3 separate regions of the Mus musculus genome follow, and all the other regions are linked to region 3. Evidence: chromatin contacts called from public Hi-C and HiChIP or PLAC-seq data. All regions are on one chromosome and are shown on one strand. Each heading gives the region's core, a stretch centred on a gene start, on an enhancer-like site or on the middle of the called end of the contact. The rest is flanking DNA. Distances are from core to core; before and after follow the strand shown.

Evidence for each region. Hi-C and Micro-C count contacts between places; a contact is called where the count stands out from the background. HiChIP or PLAC-seq counts read pairs in DNA pulled down with a chosen protein or histone mark.
Region 1: a contact with region 3 is called in an H3K27ac HiChIP or PLAC-seq map of stem cell-derived neural progenitor cells, with 13 times the contacts expected there. The contact joins two enhancer-like sites. A contact is called at or near these places in 9 of 484 Hi-C or Micro-C datasets (bone marrow-derived macrophages, brain, embryonic fibroblasts and 3 more), 4 of 115 datasets of contacts at active chromatin or transcription factors (differentiating embryonic stem cells, embryonic fibroblasts, large pre-B cells and 1 more) and 1 of 9 other capture datasets (embryonic stem cells).
Region 2: a contact with region 3 is called in a Hi-C map of liver, with 1.6 times the contacts expected there. The contact joins two enhancer-like sites. A contact is called at or near these places in 2 of 484 Hi-C or Micro-C datasets (the 3T3-L1 cell line and liver), 3 of 115 datasets of contacts at active chromatin or transcription factors (embryonic stem cells, large pre-B cells and stem cell-derived neural progenitor cells) and 1 of 9 other capture datasets (embryonic stem cells).

The regions. Positions count from the first base shown.
Region 1 is chr12:79,511,336-79,514,473 of GRCm38.p6, forward strand. The region is part of intron 7 of Rad51b (RAD51 paralog B); the gene reads left to right. Among named protein-coding and RNA genes, the nearest start is that of Rad51b, 220 kb to the left of the region's middle. Within about 2 kb of position 1,331, at least 137 of the 459 cell types and tissues checked have an H3K27ac peak or open chromatin away from gene starts, as enhancers often do. A contact at or near this core is called in brain, stem cell-derived neural progenitor cells and stem cell-derived neural stem cells, where this site is marked.
Region 2 is chr12:79,530,997-79,534,243 of GRCm38.p6, forward strand. All of the region lies in intron 7 of Rad51b (RAD51 paralog B), which reads left to right. Among named protein-coding and RNA genes, the nearest start is that of Rad51b, 240 kb to the left of the region's middle. Within about 2 kb of position 1,910, at least 85 of the 459 cell types and tissues checked have an H3K27ac peak or open chromatin away from gene starts, as enhancers often do. A contact at or near this core is called in liver, where this site is marked.
Region 3 is chr12:79,968,466-79,971,479 of GRCm38.p6, forward strand. No RefSeq gene overlaps it. Among named protein-coding and RNA genes, the nearest start is that of 4933435C09Rik, 33 kb to the left of the region's middle. RefSeq lists an enhancer at 165-3,014. Within about 2 kb of position 1,611, at least 130 of the 459 cell types and tissues checked have an H3K27ac peak or open chromatin away from gene starts, as enhancers often do. A contact at or near this core is called in brain, liver, stem cell-derived neural progenitor cells and 1 more, where this site is marked.

The DNA of each region.
Region 1 (3,138 bases), core at 81-2,580, 460 kb before region 3:
TAGCCTGGTACTAGCAAGTCCCCCTGTTCCTCTTAAATACTTAGCTTGCCCATCTGTAATTCCAGGCCCAGCTGAATGCTCTCTAGTGTCTCTTACAGAGAAAACATCTCCTATTGTTTTCTTTGTGCTATGCCACGGGTTCACACACTCCAAGTCCCTGCTTGACAGATAATGGTGTGTGAGGAAATGATGCACAGAGCAGCCCTGAGAAACCCAAGTGGATTCTGACCACACTGATGTGCTAATCCCCAAAGAAGACGAAAATACAAAATGGGCCAGGGATTGAACATGAAAACGGTGACAGTGAGAAAAACATTGAAGCAGACAGCTGAAAGCTTCATTTCCTGGCACGTCTGCCATGAGAAACGCCAAGCCTGCCAAATCCTTCAGGCCGTCAAGGCCCCAAAACTTTGGCTAGCTCTCATTTTCAGCTTCCCACACCACATGCCCAAACCACACAGGAAAATTGTCTCTCTCCCTTCGTACTTGTGCCTTTTGGCTACCCGTCTGTTTATGCCAAGCCCTTGCCTCACCCCCTTCCTTCCAGCTGTCACTGTGTCCCAGCTGCTGCTTTCTGGGGGCTTCAGGGTGCAGCTGCAGTCTTCAGGGGAGGCACAGGCTGGTGAGGATAGTGGCAGGCGTTGGTGGTGTGTAACAGACTCTGGAACTGCAGCCATTTCTACCCGGTTTCTAGCTGGTCTGAACAGTGCTCTTGCTCCTTGGCAACCGTTAGCACTGATGGCTTTAATTTTTTCCCTTCTCCCTCCCTCTTAGGGAGTTTCCCCCCCACCCCCTGCACATTCTTTGGCATTATGGTCTGTGAACATCCTGTGGAAGATTTGGTTTGTCTTATTTTCTTTTGCCAGACTGTTCATCATCCTTTCTTCTTCCACGTAAAACATATTTATCTATTTCGAGACTTTAAGACCGATAACCAGATCTGCTGGCCTCTCACAAGTTTAGAAATTTCACCCTTCTCAGCCTTGACAGTCCATCCCAAGCCTCATGGCCTCCCAAGGCCCTGCACTCTCTAGGACATTTGTTGCCTGTCCAACCCCAGCTGCTGTGGGAGCCTTTGACCTCTGGCCTGTGAGGTTCTTCTGTGGAGCGTGTACCTCCTATTGGCTCTTATTGATGACCTCTAAGCAAAGAGGCACCTTCCCCTCCTTTTAGAGAATCCAGGAATCAGGAAATGTATCGGAAGAGTCTTGAGTGAATATGCGGAGAAGCCGAGTGTCACGAACGTTTTAAATTGTTCTGCTGTGCTTGGCCTGTGTCTGCCAGCTCAGTGTGGAAGGCAAAACCAAACAGAAGCCTCACACAGTCATTGTCTCCCATAGCCAGGCATTGTCTTTTGTTCAAGAATAGAGCTTTTGCAGGGACAATGGATTGTTCTTCTCTGCCACCCTTTCTGGAACCTCAGTGAGCCGCTGTACCCTGTACCTGCCAACTCCAACCCACTCTGGTTTCTAAGGGGAATTCCACAAAGTTTTCAGAATCTCATTCAGTGAAAAACAAACTCAGAGTATGTTTGTACTTGGGTTTCTCTAATGTTTCCTTATATCTGTGTGTATTTTGTATTTTACTTAAATCGTTAAAATATTGCTTGATGCTCAGTTGAAACAGACTAGTGTGGTTGGTAAAATCTTCACTTATAGATTTCATTTCCTTGTAATGTATTCTGTAATGTCTTCTTAGTCATTGGGAATATTGGCCCGTAGCCTCTCTTCTTTCATGTCTGCCTGTCCAGTTGGTTTGGCTATATTGTGTCTTGCACCCAATTATACTTTCTCTTGTTTATCTTTCCCCTCATTCTATAGTTTTGCATGGTGTGTAATGTGTGGACTCATAGATGACAGACTATTAAGAGCTGGAAGGACTTTTAGATCTTAGCTATCTGAACTCATTTCATGGATGAGAAAAAAAGGAAGCAAAGAAACAGAAGAGTTGAGTTAAGATCACACACTCGAAACAGCCTACGCTTGTGAGCTTCATGGCCATGCTCAAAGGCTTCCTCTGCTATTCCATCAGGTCTAATGTCTCAGGAAGTTTCCAAAGCACTGATAAGAGTTCCTCCAACCGATAGGAGGCCATCCTGTGGGAAAGGACACAGGCCTTGAAACCAGACAGATTTGGGCTTGAATATCGGGTCCTGCCACCTGCTGGCAGGGTGACTTGGGCAATTAAGACATGCTTAAAGGAATTTTGTTTCTTCCTCTGTATTCTAAGAGTATTAAAAACATTAATACTTTTTGAGCAACAGTAACTATGAAATGTTATAACCTATATAATATATCTCTTATACATATTCTGTTTAACAAATAATTGTGAGCATTTGCTGACCATTTAAATGATAACTTGAAGTAGGTATCTTATTATTAGGCAATTTGAGCCTCTTTTGCTCGGAGATGGTTTTCTAATTCAGGGTTAAAATATGAATGGAGTAAGTTGTCTGGAAATAAATTCCTGAAATTATTTATAGCATAACTATGCATGCATTTCCTGTTCTTTATGGCTTTCATATGGATTCAGCTGTAGTGCATCTTGTCCAAAAATTTTTGTACAAGTTAAACTCACCCCAAGAAGACATCTGAAGTATCTTTGGTTTTGTCTTCTCCTTTTTATTTGGCTACACATTAGTTTGTAAAGGTAGTATATAATTTGTGTAAAATATTTCATCCATACTTTTCATAATTTAGAGATGTAGTATTTTTCTGATATGTGTAGGACTGTGAAGGCTGGACCCAGTGTAAAATCATCTAGGCCTGTTTGGAGTGTAAGAAGTTATAATTTATCAAAAGGCATCCAAGACTGCTCTGTTAAAAGGAAACAGGACATAATTATTAAGCTTTATAGCAGTACTGATAGGGGAGGCTGAGTTGCAGAAACAAAGCTGTGAAATCAGCAGAGACCAAAAGCACAACAAGAAAGTTTTGAAGCTTCAGGGGATTTCGTGTGAGGACTTCTCAGATCGCCTGGACTATGTGTGGGCTGCCAGGATTGGACTTGAGGTTCAAGTAGAGGGAGGAGCCTTGAGAAACTAGACAGAATGATCAAGAGCTCAGTTAGACTCATTTTCAGATCAAAATGAAGAGTGATATGCTGGACAACATGGTGCATGCTTTTGGTGCCAAGAAC
Region 2 (3,247 bases), core at 660-3,159, 440 kb before region 3:
TTTACATCCCGCTCACTGCCCCACTCCCAGTCACTCTCACCCCACCCCACCCCCACACACAATCCCCCTCTCCTCTGAGCAGGTGCCGCCCCTGGGTAGCCCCCCAACCCTGGCACTTCAAGTCTCTGTGAGACTAGGTCCTTTCTCTCCCATAGAGGCCAGACAAGGCAGCCAGAAGAAGATATTCCACATACAGGTAACAGCTTTTGGGATAGTCCCCAGTCCAATTGTTCAGGACCCACATAATGGTCAAGCTGCACACCGGCTACATATGTGCGGGACGGCCTGGGTCCCACCCACTGGACAGCCAGTGTATGCTCTTTTTGTGGTGGTTCAGAGAAGAGCTGGCATTTTAATTTCTGATTTACCAACATTTTCCTGGCACTGTCAGAAGTCACTCCTTAGTCCAACGTTGCAGTATAGCTTTTACAGAGCATAGATATGAGAGCCACTTGACAACAAGTGACTTGTTTAGGATTTCACAGCAAGCTAATTGCAGAGGCCCTGGGTTTCCTGCCTCTTGATCCCTGTTGCATGAATATAAAAGCACATATTATGTATTGCTTATTTATATGAATGCCCCAGAGCATTTCCTTTGCTTTAATGAAATTGTGAAAATTATTGCCCAGTAAGGGAATTGTTACAATAGAAAACAAATAAAGTGGGCATGAGGTTCCTAGTTTATTATTGTTTTCCGTCTGACCAATGAAGGCAGCTGTGGGTTCCTGGGCTTCTTGAACCTTGAGCACTATATTCATGTTATTCTACACAATGAAGTTCCCTGAAGTCCTTGAAAAACCACAAAAACAAAATTTAAAGTACAAAATGTTACTATTGATTAACTCAGACTGACTCTTGTTTGTTTACAAAGTTCCCAGGCCTCCATGGGGCAGGGAATTCCCTGTGGTGAGTTAGTAAGCATCCCTGTGGGAGCCAGCATGGCTTGGTGATATGTTTTGGATTTCTGAAAATGTCTTTCTGTTGGGTTGAGGAGGGGAAACAGCTTGTGGAACTGCTCTGGGTACTGCCAGCGGACTGCTTGGGAATGAAGAGTGCATTCCAGTAGTACGTTAGGGGGAGGTTAGCTGGTCAGGAAATATAACCCTTACCAAAGGTAATGGCTCCCACTAGCATTTTCAGTAAGGAGTACCAGATGTGAGTAGTTAATTATTCTCAGAGCTGATAAGTACCTGCCAGCCAAGGCTAATTTTATTTTCAGTAAACAGTGGCCAAAGGTCCTAGCTGTTCATTTGATAGGATAGGGCCTGTTTGCACTTATCTATTAATAAATGCACAACACTCCTTTCGTTTTCCTTTCCCAGGGCCAGATAAAACATTTCAGACACTCAAAGTATTTGTCTCAGTAAATCAGACAAAAGTAGACAAATCTGGTGATTAACTTGGTAAACAGAGAGTGGTTAAGTGTTACCTTTGGTGTTTAACCCAATGCCAAATAAATAATATTAATCACATGGCATTTTCAATAACCTTTATGAAGTAAGACAGAGAGGATTTTCCACCCCTTTTTTTTTTTTAACCACCAGGGGTATAAGTGTATCTCTTAAGTGCTTTCAGATGTCATTTTGTAGGGAGATTGTGAAAGTCAGTTTAAGATGAGATTTATTCTTATGTACCATGAGTAACTCATTGGGAATGTTGTATCAGTGAGCACTGTGTGGAAACCTGGAAAGCTCTATGGTTCATCCCAGAAGGAAGACTGGCGGTTCCTACGTAGAGATAATAGCCTTCTAAAGGTTTCATTTGGATGGAGTCCTTTTATACCAGTAAGAGGGGTAACAGAAATTCATTCCTGCCTAGATTTTCATCTTTGAGGCAAAGGATTCCGTTAAGTATTGAACTGTTTATTTTGTGATGTCCATGCTTGTCCTGTGAGAACTAGTGACAAGTGCAGTGCTTACTTGGTACTGGGTAACATAGCACTTTTACATCAAAGAATTTTCAATCACTCCAAGCCTAGACTAGATTTTCCTGGTGACCCAGTACTGCTATTTCCAGTTACCATTTCTATCATTAAACCTTCCTCTTTATTTTAGTCAAAATCTGCATGCTCTACCAAATTTAGTGTCTTTTTTGCATTGGCTTTGTATTTGCAAGTAGCTTATGAAATTCTTTTTAGTTTCCCATGATATGTAATAATCCTAGTTTACTAAACATTGAACATTTTAAAAAAAATAGCTGGCATGCCTTAGAGGAAAAAATGCCTTATCTGCACGTCTTCATTTAGAATAATTTCTATGTTAATATCTTATTCCATAAGAGTGTTCTGGCACAGGGCCATGACTATAGTGCCTGGTACCCAGTGGTAATATCACAGGAGTGATGGTTGATACTAACAGTGTGGAGGAGACAGTGCAAACCCAGAGTTAGAGATGTGTGTTATGTTGTCCAGTTCCTTTAATGACCTGCTGGGAGGCTGGGTGCATTTCTTGCACTCTTTTTTATGTTTTCTCTTGAATGGGAATCACCACCCTCCCTCTCACCATAGACTCTCAGTGGCTGTACTTTGACCACCTTAATGTTTGTGTCCCTCCTGTCCGTTCATGTTAGGACTTTCATCAGCCTGTGTGCCAGTCTTCCTGCCACCCGTCTTATTCCATTGCTATCCCTGTGTTGAGTTCAGATTCTTTTTTCCCAATCGCACATGTGCTGTCTTGACTTAAGGCCTCTGGTGGCTCCTGGTGAGCTCTGAGATGAAGTTACACTCGCTTTGGCTATTGGGATTCTAAGGATTTTCACCTTGTGTTGTCCTCACCTCTTCTTGGAGCCTTTGTTGTTGCCCCTAAACCCTGCTTTCTTTCTACATGCTTCTTTGCTTGAAAACACTTATTTAATAATAATAATAATAATAATAATATATGTATGTGTGTGTGTGTGTGTGTATATATATATATATATACATATATATATATATATCACCATGAAATCTTTTGTGACTCAAGTGAGATTGGTTACTGCCTCTTTGATTCCCATCCTGCAGTGTGCGTCCTTCTCAGTTACTGTAAAGCCACTGTATTTGCATTTGTCTTCCTCTCCCTAATCCGTTGCCTGAGGGAGTATATCTTGTACAGTTTTGCATTTCCGTGTTTGGATCAGTGGTTGATGCAGGGATCGGAGGAGGTTGTAGCATTTGCAGTGTGACTTCCCGCTCAGATATACTTCCTTTCCAGTGTTGGATTGAAATGGCTTAAGGAGAATTCAGATTAGGAATTGATGAGATAGGTAGACT
Region 3 (3,014 bases), core at 361-2,860:
GTCAAAGATTGTGTCTCCAAGGCAAGTGAAATTACTGTATTTGCTCAGTTTTAAGGCTGCACTGATTTAATAGAAATTTTGGGAGGCTTGGTGGAAAAGATACAAGAGATTGTGAATCAAAAAAAAAAAAAAAAAAAGCAATGGTAATGCTATTTTACTTCCAAGGAACAGAGTGTCCCCTTCAAGCATGCATACAGGCTGCTTGCTTACCTCCTTCTTGTTAGATGAGTGAACTTTCAAGAGAGCAGTGAATACAAGAAGATCAGGGTGCCTAGAGACACTGCCCCTGTGGGACTCAGCCCAGCTCCCTAACAAGGAACAAAGCCTCATGTTAATGTGCTGAAAGGAACAGTGCAGAGAAGTGCAGGAGAAGTGCAGAGACTACGAAGGTTTCACAGTCCCAGGTGACCAACAAGTAGACTAAGAGCAGGTATGGTGATAATGTAGTCCATTAATCTCAGCACTCTGGAGACAGACGGAGGAGAATGAGAATTTGAGGTCAGCCTGGGCTGCATAAAAACACTGTCTCACTGTTGGAGCAGTGGCTCAAGTTAAGAACACTGCTGCTCTTGCAAAGGACCTGGCTTGGGTAAGCTACCCCGTGGTAGCTTACAGCTGTTCATAACACCAATTCCCAAGAGTCCTCCTGCCCTCCACAGGGACTCCTGTGATGTGCATACATATAGACAGACAAACAGACACTCATAAAAGTTCAAAAAAAAAAAAAGACGATTCTGTCTCCAAAACTATTTAGGGCAGGAAAGAGGAGGAACCACATATCTAGCGGGACCTAACAGCCATTTTGAAGTTCTTAGACACTAAAGCCTTGCCTTTGCTCTCCAGAGGTCAACCCATTTGTTCTGAACCCCCCATTTTGTTACTCATGTCCTTCATAGGAGTCCTCTGACCCATTCTAATCTCTCCAGTCCCAACTCTGACAACAGTGCTCCCTACTTCCCCGAATGGTCCTTCACTCATCCTTTCACAAAGTAAATGCACTGTCCTCCAACCACAGACTTCTTGCCAAATTCCTCCTGTCCTTGGGCACAAACAACCCAGAAGTGCTCTCAGATCCAGAACATTGTTGGGGAGTGGGAGGGGTGAGTAGAAGGGCTATTCACCCTCCTGAGCCTATGATGGGATGTCTGGGCAGCTACTTCAAAAACACCAGGGCCTGAGACCTGTTCCAGGGATGCCACCCAGACGGGACACTGCTCAAAGCCGCCTCCAGTCCTGGGAACAAAGGTGAGGAACTCTTGACAGGGAAACTTAGCCCTACTTACTGGGTATGAATGATACCACTGGTCAGCCCTAGCTGAGAGGGGGTCTGGGCTCTGTTTTGTTCTTCTCTGTTCTAATCTTGATACTTTGACTACATTCTCATTCCCTGTGGCTTAGGCTGTAATGGTGAGAAGCAACAGTCTTAAAAACCTCAGAGGAGCCAGCTCAGAAGAGCACCTTTGGCCCACCTCCCTCAGTGCTATAACTAATGGGGGTACTTTTGCTACCACCTCCTGGTGAAACTGCTCTGGCACACATTAGGAATTCTGTCTCTAGGTCCTGTGGACTCTGAGCTTCTTGGGGCTGTGCCCAGAGTCCACTTGATAGAGAGCTGGGGTTTTGGTTTTTTTCCTGTGGGGCAAACTTCTCTGGTTAGGACACAACTGTCAGGGCATGGCTTGGCAGAGCTTCCATGCCAAATAGGGGTATGTGTATGTGTGTGTGTTCTTTTGTCTGATTTCCCAAATTCCAGGCAGGAAAGCAAGCTTTCTGTCTCTACACAGCTCCAGATCCCCCTACCAACATTTGCATTCCCCGGGTATGAAAGGAGTTGGTAGCAGGCCCCATGGAGGACAAGGCTGTAATTCAGCCAGGCCCCAGTGACATCCCAACCGTGAGAGTGCAGCTGGGGCAGCTTACGAACAGCGCCCGGGTCCCAGGGGGAAGTCAGCCCTGTTCTCCAGCCCACAAGCGCCTATTGTTCACTTTCTTGTTTTTCTCCAAATGTTTAGATGTGCTCAGAGCACAGAGAAGCCTGAAAGCAAGACCATTGGCCAGGGCAAGCCTGAAGCAGGGAAACCCACCGCTGGAACTCTGGGGCCCCACACTCCCTCCTCAGCTCTTCCTACTCCCCCTGCCATGCGCCGGACTCCGGATCCAGGGGTGGTCTCTTCCTGGCCAGGGCTGTTCAGAGAGCAGTAGGCTTGGATTGTTCAGCAAGTAAAGTATGGAATCCAGCTCAGACTGGCTTGCTTGACAGTCAGGCACAACTGTCCACATTAACTTGAGGCTGTCCAACGTGAGGGCTGGGAGAGTCTGGGCAAGTGCCTTTCTGATTCCCCGCCACTGACCAAAGCTGCTGAAGACAGGAAATAGTCACTGAGTGTCTGTCGGGGCCCCTCTCTGCATCAAGATTGTGACTCTGAGGTTTGACCTTCAGGGTTTGACAACTGGCCGCAGCAGCGCTTATTGCGTATGCAGACTCAGGCAACCTCTCAGCCTCTCTGAGCCTCAGTTTCCCTTCTTGGTAAAATTTACTTACTCTGTCTGTAGAGAGAGCTATGGGGACACTCAGACTCTATAGGCTATTCTTCCGGTTACCATTGGTTACCATGACCCAGTTTGGAAGTTGCCCCAGCGCTGGGAACAGTCACTTGTGAACCTTGATGTCCACTGTGAGTCAGCACAGCTATGCAGGAGCAGTAGCGCCAGAGGAATGAAGGATGGAGTGCCTCTCGATACCAGGGTATAGAGAACATGCTGGAAAGCCAGCCTTCTCCCCTCCCTCTCTCCTCTGCCCCAGATCCCTTTCTCTTGGGAGTTCATATTACCTGCCCTCCCCCAGGCCTGGGATTGCAAGCTTCCCTGCGTCTCCAGGCCCTAACAGACCCAGAGAAAACCCTCAACCTGGAAAATGCCCCTCCCCTACCATCCTGGCAGACATTACTGGTCAGGGCCCTGAACAGGGATGCAGGTGGGCAGAGGGAATTCCTACATCAAGGTGGGAATCTGGG